5 separate regions of the Mus musculus genome follow, and all the other regions are linked to region 4. Evidence: chromatin contacts called from public HiChIP or PLAC-seq data. All regions are on one chromosome and are shown on one strand. The core of a region is the stretch at or near the end of the contact, and the rest is flanking DNA. Distances in the headings are between cores, read along the strand shown.

Region 1 (2,700 bases), core at 109-2,608, 250 kb before region 4:
CTCCCTGCCTACCAAGTTGTGCGACATCCAGAGTTCTTGGTTTCAGGGGACAGTGGTGTGGGACTGCAACTACCGTTTGACATCTGTGCCTTAGTTTCCCTGCTTGTGATGTCCAAATTCTCCTTTCTAAAGAGTCCTCCAACTCAAAACGATCTGCACAGCTGCACCTGCCGGCTTCTGGACCTGGGGTTCAGGAGCGACTCTCTCTCTCCCGGGTCGGGTCGTGGCAAAAGTTCAGAGGATTTGGAGAGATTAAGAGGGGATTAGGGGCAGGGACGGTAGCTTTTGAGCTCGAGGTTCCGGGCTGAGGACAGCGCCCCCTCATACCCCTCCTCATTTCCACACCAGGCAATTGGGTGTTGGCCAGTTTAAAGACGAGCGCCCTCCGAGTTCATCCCCTTGTCATAAGGGCGCCATTTGATGCTGCTGTCCGGGGCTGTAGACGCTTGAAAACCTGGCACACACCCCCCACCCACCCACCATGTGTCTGGTTACTAGCTGGTCCGCTGTGCTAAGACAGACCTAGCTGTGACAGGCAGTGTCCCTGTCACCCATTTATCCAGGATAGGATCAAGCGAGACACACCACAGGATGTGCCAGGCACCTAGGCCAGTCTGACTTCCCACTTTAGCGGTTCAACAAGAATCAGATCTGACACCCGCCCGCATCGGACAGGCCTGCAGAGTGAGACAGAATCCTCAGACTGGGACTCTCCAAGGATGCCTTTCTGAGTCTCTCTGTCATGGTGCCACTTTTAATGCTGGGCAGGCTGGTGTGTCTACCAGTCTCAAGTCCCACGCTCTGCTTGCGCTCTGCAGTGCCGGGCACTGGAACGAGTTTTCCCCGAGTTTGTTGGGCAGGTAACAATGCCTGATCCGGAGTTGTGGCCCTGGAAGCACCCACGTAGGTAACGTCTAGGGGAAAGATGTCTGCACATAGAAAGGAGATGGTGGTGGGTGGTCTCTCTCTCTTTAACTAGAAACTGGAAACCAAGTGACCACCAAGCCCTGAGCGGGTAGTTTCTTAGCCCCCGCCCCTACCCCCACCTTCACTGTCTCTGAGGAGCGCAGGTGTCTCTTTGGAGCCGCACCCTCTCCCCTCCCTCCCCTCTTCCCACGCAGTCCTGGGAGGGCGATCGGAAGGGAGCTGGCCTGGGGAGGGGGGGCGAGGGGTTAGATGCGTTCGTGTGTCACGGGGGAGGGAGGAGAAAAGGGAGGGGAGAGCCAGGGAGCGCGCGCGAGAGAGCGCGCTGCGAGCGAGGAGGGCGGGCGGGAGGCGGATCCTCCTACCTGGGGCGCGCTCGCCTGCTCGCGGCTCGCTTGCCGGGGCCGCGAGTCACCTGGGGAGGCGGACAAGTGCGGACACATTGGCCGCCCCGGCGCACCGCGAGGCGCGCACGGCCCCAGGCGGCTAAGCCCAGTGGAGGCAGCGCCCGCCCGCTGCTCCTGGCCCCGGCCTGCGCTCGCAGAGTCCCACGGTCACTCCGCTGGGCTCCGAGGTCGCGGTTCCCCGCCCGGGTCACTCCCCCGGGCGCACGCGGCGGCTGCGGCGCCCTGGGCTCACCATGGTGGCAACGCGTGCCGGGTGCCCACGCGTCGCCCGCCTCCCGAGCCGAAGCGCCGGCTGAGCGTGGTCCTACCGCAGCTCCCTGGCTCCTGCCCGGCCCCTGCCCACCCGCGCGTCCCCTCCGGCCGCAGCTGTCTATGGCGCAGCCCCCCTCCCTGGATCATGCACAGAAACTTTCGAAAGTGGATCTTTTACGTGTTTCTCTGCTTTGGCGTCCTCTACGTGAAGCTCGGGTGAGTATTTCTCTGGGCGGGGGGCTGCAGACGGGGAGCCGGCAGCCACCAGAGCCTCCTCCAGCGGACCTGGGGATAGGAGTTGGTGGGGGAGGGCGTTTCTTGAAGTGGCCAGGCTGGCTGGTATCTCCGGCCCTCAACCCAGCCTCGTTGAGACTCAACCGAGCCCCCCCGGAGCCAGAGATCCTCCGGAGGGGCGCGGAGCCAATACGCAGCAGGGACAGCGCGGTCCGCGGACGGCCGCAGCGGGGCTCGCGGGTAGCGGCGAGCGTGCCGGGCGCGTACTTTCACCTGTTTGGGCTCCAGGCCCCGGGGGTGGGACGCGCCTTCCCTCCCCCGGGCTGCGCTGGGCGCCGAGCCCGGGCCGAGCGCTAGCCGCCGGGAGGGCGCGCCGGGCCGGGGGGGGGGTGCGTGGGGCATCCCCGGCGGGGGAGATCGGGGCGCGCACTCGCCGCGAGCGCGCAGGCCTTGCACCCGCCGCGGCCCTTCGTCTCTATCCATCACCCGGACATGTTGAAATTACCTTGACAACTCGTCCGGCTGGCTCGGGATGGGCCGTGGGGCTGGCGCAGCAGCCTCGGGCTCCGTCCCGGGCCCGCGCCCCCGCCCGCCCGGGGCCTTGCGCCCGGCCCCCTCTCACCGAGCTCCCCCTGGCGCGGCCGGCCGGGCGGGCTCCAGGCGGGCCGCGCTCGCTGCTCGCCGCCGTAGCTGCTCCGAGTCGTATTTCCACATTCCTGAACCCAGCCGAGTCCTTACCTGTTGAGCCGCGATCTCCTTTAGACGGAATCTGTCTCGGCCTCCCCGGATTGGGGGTGGAGGGGCAGTGTGACCGAACGGAGCGCACCGCACCTCGCGGGCGTTAGTCACTCTTGGCGGGCCGGCCGGGACCAGACCCCCACCC
Region 2 (2,700 bases), core at 190-2,689, 130 kb after region 4:
GAGGTCCCTGCCATTTGCAACGGGTGTGCCTCCTCCCTTATTAAAAGTCCTCTCTGGTTTTCACTCTCCCTGGCAGGGATTCAAATGCCTTCTTTGGCCCACAGACCCACCTCACCATCTCTGGTCCAAGCACACAATCTGCTCCAAGAAGCCTCCCTGAACTCTGAGGGGCTGCAAAGCTCTTGGCACCAACTCAGGCCTATGAGCCTACCCACCCTGTCTCCTACACTGAGAAGTGACCCAAGATGTGCCAAGGCTGTAGCCAGTGCCCGGAACAGCCAGAACTCCTCCAGGATTCAGGACCAGCCAGCCCCTTCTCCCTCCCCTCTGCCTCTCTCTAAGACTCCTCCCAGTCGTTAGTTATCACAACCAGTGACCTTTTGACTAAAAGGGTCAGAGAGTTCAAAAGAAACTAAGCTAACCCAGGAATAAAGAATAAGAGATCAAGAAGGTGGTGTGGATCTAGGGCCCCCTGCAGAAACAAAGACTCCAGGAGGGCCAGGCTTGGCTCTGAGAACCCCTTAATCACAAGAGGTTAAAGGTCATAGATTTACAACCCCATTGCTTCTCTGATAGACAGGTAAAGTGCTTGCGTCAGGCCTTGCAGCTTTTGGACTGAGAAAAGTACAGCCTAGGTGGACCCTACTCCATTCTAAGTTTCCTGTACTGGGGACGTGATTCTGGGCCACTAATCTGCTACTACGGTGAACCAGCAGGGAAGAGGTGGCCAGCTCCCAAACCTCTGGGATGTTTCTCTATTTTCTGTTTTCTTTCTGCCCCCATCTCTGTCTTCCTGTCTCAGTTTGTTCAGGGGCAAAATGGGTGCAGTAGTTCCTCCCGCACCCACCTCCCACCCCCACCCCCGAGGGTAGGGGTTGGAGGCGGTTTAAAAGATGCACTAAAGTTACTTCCAGTACAGAGCACTTCCCACCCCCACGGCCCAGCAGGCGATCTGCCTTCACCAACAGAGGACCCGGCTTCGTGAACCCGCAGGAGGATCTGTTTGGAAGGTTAAAGATTTAAAGCAAGTCCCCCTAGTGAGGAGGGCATTGGAGCCGAGCCGGAAGTATTGGGGGGGGGGGGTCGTGGGCCTGGATTCCACGCAGCTCTGGGGACCGTGCGATGACCCCTGGGTGCAGCGCGCGCTCCGGAGCATCGGGGGCTGCAAACTTCCAGGGAGCTTGGGGCCTGGGTGGGGACCTAGTGCGGGGCCGTGGGCCCGGGGCTCCCCTACCTCGGGCTGCCAGCAGCGAGAGGCTGCTGAGCAGCAGCAGCGGCAGCGGGACGAGGCGCGACGGCACGGGGCGCTCCATGGGGCTGGCGGGCTCCGGCGGCGGACAAAGGCACGGCGGGCAGCGGCTACACGCTCGAGCCAGGCCTGGGCAGCCAACGCGAGGCTCCTGCGCGCCGCGTTCAATTATCCCGCCCGGAGGAGGCGCGGCGGGGGCGGGGCCCGCGGGGACCCTCCCTTCAGCACTGCGCAGCTGGAGCACGCCGCCACCCAGACTCTCCTGCGGGGATGCAGGCAGAGCGCAAAGCTCAGAGACGTGCCACCCACCTACAGGCAGAAAGTCACGTGAAAAGTGTCTAACCTAAATTGTCAGGATAGCGGGCAGCCGTAGGCTAGACCAGCAGAAGCCTGCTTGTGTAGACTCCCTGGCAGCCGCCAGACAGTTTAGAGGACTCTCTGATTTATTTAAAAAAAAAAAAAAGAACAATAAAATTTTTTTTTTAAAAGCTGGGAAAATGGCTCGCTCGATGGCTCAGTGGATAAGACACTTGCTGTGAAGACAAGAGGACCTGAGCTCAAATTTCCAGCATTCATGTAATATAAATAAATGCAAAAAAATTTAGACTTTCAACTGGATGTGATGGCACACGCCCAACACTCCAAAGGCAGAGGCAGGAAAATCTCCTGAGCTAGTTCTGTAGATCGAGTTCCAGGACAGCCAGGGATACACAGACAAACACTGTCCGGAAATACAAACAACAAGATTAAAGTAAAAACAAACCCACTACAGGTAAATTTGGAGGACCATAGGACCCCAGTTAGCTGATTGCGTGGGACAAGCAATTCAAACGCAGGGATTAGGCTCCGCTGGAATAATTGTGCATATCTGCAAACAGACTAGCGCTAGATAGACCGTCCATAATGTCCAGTGGGAGTCATCCAACATCCTCCACAGTGAATGAATACTCAGGGGCGTAATCACACACTAGGACCTTAAACTCGGAAGGTGCAGAGTGGGACCAACCACAGATGAACTTTGGCTGTGTAGGTCTCCTTGTAGAAAGGACAGAGCGGGTCAGAGGTTAGGAGACTGGTGTTCCTGGGCAGAGTAGAGGCAGCGGCAGCAGCTGAGGAGTAGGTCCCTTAACATAGTCAGCGTGTGGAAACTTACCAGGGTGTTCATTTACGAAATATGCCCTTCTGTTTTAATTCGAGAAGGGGGCATCATGCTCTGTTGCCCAGGCTAGCCTTGACCTCCTGGACTCCAGTGACCCCCCACTTCCTCCTAGGTAGCTCCTCCTAAGTAGCTCAGTCTACAGGCGTGCACCACTGTGTTTAGCTATCTTTAAGTGAAACCTCCTTTCAAAAGATGCGAGAAGCCAGAGGTTTGCAGAGAGACCAGGGAGGCTGGAGGAAGAGCCTGCTGACTGAGTTCAGTTCAGGAGGCCTCCCAGAAGTGAGGCACAGCT
Region 3 (2,700 bases), core at 34-2,533, 190 kb before region 4:
CAGGTTAATTGGTTGACGTTCCTGCCCGCCAGGCCAGACACCGGGCTTTCCAGAGCCTCCTGCCGTTCGCTGACCCCAAGGCCACACCTGCCTTGCTGTCCAGCGTGGGAACCCAGCGGGGCTTCGGTCATCCTCTGCTTGGGCCCCTGCCCCACCAGGCCCTCTGCTAAGCCTCCAGCCCCTCCATCGGCTGGGGAGCCCTGGCACTCCCCACACTCCACACCCCTCCCAGGACAGGAGTAACAGCATTGTCCCAAGGAGGCACACAGTCCTAGGCTGGCACTCTGTCACCCCTGTCTTCTGGCAGAACAGAAGCCCCTCCCCTGTCTCCCACCGCAGGCACATGGGTTGGCTGACACTGAGTTGAGGGTCAAGAGTTGCCTCCCTCATGGTTACTGGGTGCTGCAAGCTGCCATTGCGTCTTGCTAACTGGAGAGACTGAAGGATATAGGTGGAGAAGAGGGAAGGAGACAGGAAGAAAGGATGGAGAAGAACTGGTGACTAGCGCAATGATGGTATAGAGGGCATGACCCTAATGGTGGATGGTCAAGGGCTCGTAAGACCTCTGGCCCCATTCCCACCCTTGTTAGCAGTCATTTGTTTTCCTGCCCCATGCGAGGCCTGGCTGTGGCCTTCAGAAGACCCCAAACCACACCAACGCTCTTCTTCCAGCTTTCCTTCCTGACCACACCATAGTCAGTTAGAGGTGTAGTGCTGGCCTTTGGATTGATCTCAGGATGCCACTGGAGAGAGACGCGGTCAGGGGCTGGCTGGAGGGAATCCAAGATGTGTGTGGTTCAGCCCAGGTGTCCTGGAATGGACACTTCCTCCTGCCCGCCAGGCATAGGCAAGCTGGTGGGGCTCAGAGAGGCATGGGCCTGGCCCAAGGTCTCTGAGGGGTTCCTGGGGCAGCTCTGGGCCCTGAGCGCTGCCCCCACCCAGGGCAGGCTGTGAGTCAGCCCACAGCTGGGCTCAGCAGAGGCCACACTGTGGTGGGGTTTCCAGTCTCAGAAGCAGGACAGCTGTTTATTTTTCTTGCAGTAAAGGAGAGGGCAGGGGTGGGGTGGAGGAGCTGACCCTGCTGGTTCTCACACTGGCCCAGGATCCCTGGAAGGCCCTGGAAGGAAAGGGACCTTAGGAGCAGACTCTGCAGCAGGGGGGCCTCCGGGCCTCCCTGCCACACTCCTGGGGCAGCCAGCCAAAGCCGGTGCCGCAGGCCAGTTCCTGGAGCGGGATGCTGGGGTTTCCGAGGTCGGGAAAGTACTGGCAAAGCTCTTTTCATGATGTCACCGGCTCTGCCCTGGCCTGGCCCAGCCCCAGCCCTGTCACCATCAGGGAGGGTTAGAGCATGCCCCGGGGAGCTCAAAGCTGCCCGGAAGAAGTGTTTACGGAGGATTCAGGTATCTGCCCCTGACCCCCCTAGCGGCTGAGCCCATTAACTTTGTGTATGGCAGGGACTACATCTCGCTGGTTTCTGGGCAGGGCTTGAGACTGTGTGGAGGGGGTGTTTCTTGAATCAGAAGGCAACCTTCCAAAGACACTGTGATCCATCCTTGGAGGGCTGCTGACCCCTCCCCCCAGACAGATTCAGGACCCAGCTTGTAAATGAGGCCAGAGTCGGACCTCAGCAGTGGGGGACAAAGTCCTCTCCATTGAGAAATACACAGACACGGCGAGCACAAGATGAGCCATCCTCTCCTGTCGGAGATCTCCAGTTTCCTTCCACCAACCTATTTTTTCTGGAGGTTTCTAACGACATGGAACCCACAGGGGAAGTCTAGCAGAAATGAACAACCCAACGAGACTTCAAAACTGTATCGTCTGTGTTACCACCCACCCAGAAGGGGAATGGCACCCAAAGCCTGTACATGTCCTGGCCACTGATCCCTTGAGGCTACACCCCTGACAAGAAAGATCTGCCCTCTGCTGCTGCCTGTCAGTGTCGCTCACCGGGTGCTTCCCTGTGTGGACCAATCTCAGGCTTTTTTTTTTTTTTTTTTTTTTTTTTACTTTTTAAAACCAATCTCTCTCTCTCTCTCTCCTCTCATTTATTTTTATTTTTATGAGTACATTGCCATTGTCTCCTGCCATACCAGAAGAGGGCATCGGATCCCACTACAGATGGTTGTGAGCCTCCATGTGGTTGCTGGGAATTGAACCGAGGACCTCTGGAAGAGCAGTCAGTGCTCTTAACCACCGAGCCACCTCTCCAGCCTCCAACTTCTCTTTAGAGTAATTTTGGGTTTACTGAAAAGAAAGTGCAGAGTCTCAGAATACCCCCAGCCTCTCTCCCCCGCCCCCTTCCCCTGTTCTTAATGTCTTCTGCTCCAGTCTTTCTAGCAAGTCTGTTTTTTGTTTGTTTGTTTGTTTGTTTGTTTGTTTTTTGAGACAGGGTTCCTCTATGGAACCCCAGCATCTCCCCAGTGCTGGGATTAAAGGCATGCACTAACACCACTGCCACTGGCTTCCAGCAAATCTTATGAGACACTTATGCTAACGATGAGAAATAGCCAACATCATTTTTTGAAAACTATAGTTGGAGGGACTCTACCTACAGCTCCCTGCATCCTTGAACTCCCCAACATCCTTTCTAGGCTCCAGGGCTTCAGGGGTCCTCTGCCTCCGGGCAGTAAGGTCAGGTGGAAAGGACCGATCTCCTCCTCCTCTTGGAATGAGCCAGGGTCAGGGGAGTGCATGTCC
Region 4 (2,700 bases), core at 54-2,553:
GATACAGAGGATGTCACAATGCTGACTGGTCCAGCCTCAAACTCAAGAGATCCACCTGCCTCTGCTTCCTGAATGCTGGAACTGCAGGGCTGAGCCACGTGACATGTCTGGCGGCTACCTATTTTTAGAAAACGTTCCTGTGACCACTGAGCCTACGTGCTTCCCCCACCCCCACCCCCACCGCGTTCTCTGCCCTTTGTCCACACTCTAGGCCTGCTTGTTATCTCTCTACAGGAGAGACCAAGGGCTCCGGGTCCTCTCCCAAGACTTGGTCCAGGGGAGACCATTACTGTTAAGAGAAAACACCAATGGTGTTTAGTACTAAGTGTCAGGCATGGCCTAAGGATGTAACACGCATCGTCTCATTAAACCCTCACTGTCAACTCAACCAAGGAGGTCCCAGCGAACCTTGTTTCCATTAAACAGACAAGGAAACTGCAGCGCAAACCATACCACAAAAATCCATCAGGAACTGACAGCCTCGCACACTTCTGTTTAAACACGTTTATTTCATCTCAGCACTGAAAACAACGCACCACAGCTCCCATTTTGTAAGGCTAGAAACAGAAGGGTTAGAGGCGATGCTGAGCAGATGTCACGAAGCCAGGCCAGCTCTGCAGGCTCCTGGACAGAACGCCCTCTAACCCAGAGGGAGAAGCGAGCCCGAACACGCCTCCCTTCCCTGGCCACCGCCCTCAGGGCCCCGCCAGAGGAGCCGAACCAACAGCTTCCCCGCCGCCGGCTTGGGGACCAGTGTCGCCATCGTCTGCCCCTCTTAGAGCCTGGCCAAACCCTCGTCCCAGAGCAGGCCTAGGCGAGCGCCACAGAGCCACAACCTGAGCGTGGGCCGAGCTGATGGAGCCCGCCGCCCCGCCTCGCTCGCCGCTGCCCAGCCCAGCCCAGTCAAGCCCAGCCCAGCCCAGAGCCCTCCATGGTTCCTCTTCCTCCTTCCTAGGTGGCAGCCCCCGCGCAGTTACCGGTTACGCTGCTCCTTGAAGAGCGCCGTGAGCGCGCGCAAGGCCTCCAGGTCCTGGATGGGTGCGGGCACCATGATGCCCGACAGCCGGGAGGGTGGCATCCTGGGCGCCGCCATCTTGCCACTCGCTCTGGGGCCGAGCCTGACCAGGCGGAGAGCAGAGCGAAGAGAAGTGGGGGAGACAGACGACAGGCGAGGAGATGGAGACGCGGTCTGCACGGCTCTGGCTTCCGCAGCCCGCGTCACCCAGATCCCGTGGTGCTGCAAGGCAGAGAGCGCGAGACTAGCTGGCTTGCCTCAGGCGAAGAGGACAAGGCGACGCGGCAGGGGGAGGGGGAGGGGGCGGGGCGGAAGTCCCGCCTGAGGGGAGGGGGCGCAGCGGAAGTCCTGCTCCTGCGTAGGGTGGGATGGGGGAGGTCTTCGGTCCCCACGGTGGGGAGACGTGGAGTAAAGACCCCGTCAGAGGACAGAATACTGAGATGAAGGGGTCGGGGTGGGGGGGGGGGGGTGGCCTGTAGAGTGTCCTAGAGAATGAGTGTCTTATCAGGGACAGATGCTTTCCATGAGCAAGGGCCACCATTGGTGGGGGTCCACTCATGCAGAGGTTTCCCTCTGGGGAAGAGATACCAGGCCGAAGCAGCGCCCCCAGAATAATGGATGTTGTCCCTAAGGAGACCTGGAAAGGAGGCCCCTGAGAGGAAGAGCAGGGATACAGGCCAGAGGTGTCACCATGGGAGGGGACCTGCAGAGGAGACTTACCCTCAGGGCATGTGTTGCTAGGCCAACCAGTTCTATTGCAGGAAAACCTGAAATGGAGACTCCAGGGGAGGGAATGCGAGGTTGAGGTGTTCCACTGAGGGAGACCTGAATCGGAGATTCCCACATAGGGAAAAGATGCTGGATACCTCAAGCCATGGAGGAAGACCTTGGATAGAGGCTCCTCATGGGAAGGGGACGCTGATCAAAAATGCCCCCTTGGGAAAGAAGTCTTTCCCAAGACTCCAGGAAGGAGGCTTCCCACAGAGAGAAGGCTGAGAAGAAGTACCTCCCTAAGAGGTGTATTCCTTTCTTGTTGCAATATCAAAATATGTGATAGAAGCAATTTTACAAAGGATAGGTTTCTTTTGGCTCACAGGTTGAGAGTACAGGCCCACGTGGTGGGGACTTGTGACACAGGGCTTTAGGCAGCTTGTCACATTGCATCTATTAAGCCAGAAAACAGACAGCTGGCTTTGACTTTTTTTTTTTTTAATCTAGACCATGGAATGCTATCACCCACACTGGGGGCAGATTTCCACACACTAACCTCATCTAGACAGTTCTTCACAAACATGCCCAGAGGGTTGTCTCTGGTGATTCTAGAACCTTGTCAATTAATACTATAGGGGACCCGGGGAAGAGAGTGGGTGCTTATCAGGAATATCCCCATATTGGGGCTGAAGAGCTTGCTCAGACATTAAGAGTACTCTATCTTCCAGGAGACCTGAGTTTATTTCCCAACATGTGTATGTAGGTATCCTAGATTTTTATTACTGTGAAGAGACACCATGACCAAGGCAACTCTTACAAAGAAATTATTTATTTGGGATTAATTCACACAGTTTCAGAGGTTCAGTCCATTATCAGCATGGCAGGAAGCATGGCAGCCTGCGGGCAGACATGGCGCTGGAAGAGCTGAGAATTCTACATCTTGATCCACAGGCAGCCAGAAGGAAACTCTATTC
Region 5 (2,700 bases), core at 31-2,530, 210 kb before region 4:
CCCGAAACACACCTGCCAGCCAGGACACCTGTCTGCTTGCCTGGGGCTTCAAGATAGGTTTCTTGATCCGACTGAAAGAGGTTAAACAGTGTCCAGTGGCTGCCTTGGCCTGGGTGGTGGTGGTGGTGGTGGTGGTGGTAGGTGACACCACAGCTTTCTGTTCCTATTGCAGAATTGCAGGATCATTGTAATGTTCTAGACCCCTGCACTGGTGCTTGCAACCTGTGCTCACTAGGAAATTAGGCTGACCTCCATAGACCCCCTCATCCAGGGATTACAGGAATTAGCCGCTGTCTAACCCCCTACCCGTACCCTAAAGACCCTCACCTCAACCAAAGGCACTTCCCCTGGGTGCTGAGAGTCTCTCCATTCTTGTTTCCACTCCCACAGCTACAGGCTGTGTATCAGCCAAACTGGGAAACAGAATGGGTCCCAGAGACCTAGGTTTGGGCCCTCAGCCCCTTACCGGCCTTCTTAGGCTTTGCACCATGACCAGGTTCAAATCCCACCTCAGCCTTAATGCCCAGTGTTAAACCCTCCTCATGCCTCAGTCTCCTCTGGAAAATGGGAGTAAAGCCTGCCTCATCTCATCGTCATGAGCATCCTGTAAGAACGGGATGGTCAGAAAGGAGCCAGGTGCATGGTGGACGAGCAGGAATGATAGCCGTGACGAGGTGGCTGGGCTGCTTTTGAAAGGTTCAGAATCCTGTCTCCTGGGTGGTCACAGGGAACTCTGCTGTGGTCTTGTGGTGTCCTGCCAGCCACTGCGCTCCTTAGAAAGTTGTGCACACCCCGCCCCCCTCCCCAACACAGCATGCACACCACACCTCACAGACCCACCCATATCACATACAGAACTGCCCAAGCCCCTGATAGCAGCACATATCTCCACACACTACCTCAACACACACCAGGAGACGGACTATGCTTCCTGCATTCAAGATGTCCCTTCTACCACGGAGCCTTCCACAGGAACAGGTTAGGATGGCCTCTGGGGTCCTGAGTCTTATACTCCACACAGAACTTACAGAATTCCTCCCTGGGGTGGCCACTTCCATCACCCCTCAACAGCCGGTCAGCCGACTTTGCCAGGTCTGAGCAGAGGGGAAAGAGAATTTGCCAGCTTCCCTAAGGGTCTTGGTGACCTAATTTAGACCCAGGAACGTGGATTCCTGCACCTGCCCAGTCTCTGCTTTATCCAGGGCTCCTGTCCAGCCTCTCCCAGGACAGGGACAAGGCAGCTCTGGGTCCTCTGAAAACAATACTGGCCACACAGGACTGTGCAGAGTCCATTTGGCTTAGGGGCTATCTCCATTCTCTCCTATCTCGTGTGATAAGTGGAGCTCAGAGCCCACAGACCCTGGAAATGTATTCTGGCAAGAGAGGTTCTGGTGGGGGTAGGGGTGGCCCAGAAGGGCAAAGCAGAGGCTGCTATATGCTTGAGACAATTGTCCTTATCTGAGGGAAGAGGGTCCCCCAGTGATCACTTCCTTCCCCCGTGGGAAGGAAGACACCTTCTGGTATGGCTTGGTGGGTAGATAGGTGGGCATAGAGATGGCTCTTAATGTGGTTTATGGACCTGGCTTGACTCTGACCCATTTTGTAGTGGTGGGTCACAGCAGACACAGCCTCAGATAGTAGAGACTGCAACCGGGTACCCAGGACAGGCTGGGACAGGCAGGTGCTGCCATGAGGCCTTGCTAAGGCTGGGCCTTGTTTTCTACCACCCTCGCTGACCATATCTGACCATAGGCCCTGCTGTCCATAGATGAGGTGGTAGGGAGGCACTCCTCACTGAGGTTCACCCTGGGTTCCTGAGGTGGCCTTCATGAGCCTGCTGGGTAACCACACACTGCCATGAGCTGGAGCCCTGAAGGAAACAGGGAGAAACCGGAGTAATGAGTCGGAGATGGAAGGCTTGCAGCCTGGGGCTGTGGAAGATAAGAAAACCGAGCAGGTCTCACCCTCTTCAGAGGCCTTTGGACCTACAAGGATCCAGGGACAGGGGCTAAACTGGCTGGCAGACAGGGTCCTTATCAGAGCAGTGAGGGCTTTATCCTAAGAAGCCTACCTAAGAGAGCAGGCATTAGGGCCAGGCCTCAAGAGGGGAATGGAATCCTACCCCCAGAGACCAGTACACCTGAGGGGGTGCGAGCCACACCCAGGTTTGAGTCATCATCTCTGACAGAGGATGGGGAGAAGGCTGAGGAAGTCAGGCAGGTGTCAGCAGGGGTGAGATGGGGTGGGTGGAGAGTGGCTTCCCTTTCTAGCTCTAGGTCATAGGCTTGACTCTGCTGTGGAGAGACGTCCAGCCTAGACCACCCTTGGAAAGACCCAGGTGGTGGCTGGAAGGGGAGACCTGGGAGCCCAAGGAGAGAGAGGGGGGAGGGAGAGGTAGAGGGATAGGGAGAGGGAGAGGGAGAGGGAGAGGGAGAGACCCAACTAAGGACAGAGACTGTACTTCCTCCTGGTCCAGAATACCACCTTCTGCCCAAAAGACAAATGACCTCTCCTTTAAGAACAGGGAGACATTAGAGGACAGTGGTCAGTGGTGTGAGCTGGCAGGTCACTGCAGACACAAATGACCGTACTGTACCTGTCAGGGTGGGGCTCATTAGAGGCTCAGAGAGGGCAGGTGCTGAGTCTAGGGCCATACAGCAAGTGGATTGCACCCTCCATCCCCCATCACCACCTGGCTCA

What was found. HiChIP or PLAC-seq counts read pairs in DNA pulled down with a chosen protein or histone mark.
Region 1: an H3K4me3 HiChIP or PLAC-seq map of embryonic forebrain shows a contact between it and region 4, with 6 times the contacts expected there. The contact joins the promoter of Wnt7b here to the promoter of Atxn10 in region 4. A contact is called at or near these places in 14 of 39 promoter capture datasets (the C10 cell line, the HPC-7 cell line, Sertoli cells and 9 more), 5 of 15 datasets of contacts at CTCF or cohesin (the NIH/3T3 cell line, embryonic stem cells, large pre-B cells and 1 more), 86 of 484 Hi-C or Micro-C datasets (8-cell embryo, the AML12 cell line, B cells and 44 more), 40 of 115 datasets of contacts at active chromatin or transcription factors (SST interneurons, bone marrow-derived dendritic cells, bone marrow-derived macrophages and 22 more) and 4 of 9 other capture datasets (adipose tissue, embryonic stem cells, liver and 1 more).
Region 2: an H3K4me3 HiChIP or PLAC-seq map of embryonic stem cells shows a contact between it and region 4, with 14 read pairs. The contact joins the promoter of Fbln1 here to the promoter of Atxn10 in region 4. A contact is called at or near these places in 3 of 484 Hi-C or Micro-C datasets (embryonic stem cells and nephron progenitors), 1 of 115 datasets of contacts at active chromatin or transcription factors (embryonic stem cells) and 1 of 9 other capture datasets (pancreatic islet).
Region 3: an HNF4G HiChIP or PLAC-seq map of pancreatic cancer cells shows a contact between it and region 4. The contact joins the enhancer-like site here to the promoter of Atxn10 in region 4. A contact is called at or near these places in 3 of 115 datasets of contacts at active chromatin or transcription factors (embryonic forebrain, embryonic stem cells and pancreatic cancer cells) and 2 of 9 other capture datasets (embryonic stem cells and liver).
Region 5: an H3K27ac HiChIP or PLAC-seq map of extraembryonic endoderm stem cells shows a contact between it and region 4. The contact joins the enhancer-like site here to the promoter of Atxn10 in region 4. A contact is called at or near these places in 11 of 115 datasets of contacts at active chromatin or transcription factors (embryonic basal ganglia, embryonic forebrain, embryonic hindbrain and 7 more).

The regions. Positions count from the first base shown.
Region 1 is chr15:85,580,479-85,583,178 of GRCm38.p6, reverse strand. It overlaps Wnt7b (wingless-type MMTV integration site family, member 7B), which reads left to right and starts at 1,358. Exons shown (of 4, transcript NM_009528.3): 1 at 1,358-1,799. The coding sequence starts at 1,729. AU022754 (expressed sequence AU022754) reads right to left here and starts at 2,037. Exons shown (of 5, transcript NR_040433.1): 1 at 1,762-2,037; 2 at 1-929.
Region 2 is chr15:85,204,747-85,207,446 of GRCm38.p6, reverse strand. Fbln1 (fibulin 1) reads right to left here and starts at 1,439. Exons shown (of 17, transcript NM_010180.2): 1 at 1,235-1,439. The coding sequence starts at 1,313.
Region 3 is chr15:85,522,139-85,524,838 of GRCm38.p6, reverse strand. No RefSeq gene overlaps it. Among named protein-coding and RNA genes, the nearest start is that of 7530416G11Rik, 20 kb to the right of the region's middle. Within about 2 kb of position 1,283, at least 113 of the 459 cell types and tissues checked have an H3K27ac peak or open chromatin away from gene starts, as enhancers often do. A contact at or near this core is called in pancreatic cancer cells, where this site is marked.
Region 4 is chr15:85,334,858-85,337,557 of GRCm38.p6, reverse strand. Atxn10 (ataxin 10) reads right to left here and starts at 1,303. Exons shown (of 12, transcript NM_016843.4): 1 at 978-1,303. The coding sequence starts at 1,093.
Region 5 is chr15:85,543,986-85,546,685 of GRCm38.p6, reverse strand. All of the region lies in intron 2 of Wnt7b (wingless-type MMTV integration site family, member 7B), which reads left to right. Among named protein-coding and RNA genes, the nearest start is that of AU022754, 36 kb to the left of the region's middle. Within about 2 kb of position 1,280, at least 21 of the 459 cell types and tissues checked have an H3K27ac peak or open chromatin away from gene starts, as enhancers often do. A contact at or near this core is called in extraembryonic endoderm stem cells, pancreatic cancer cells and trophoblast stem cells, where this site is marked.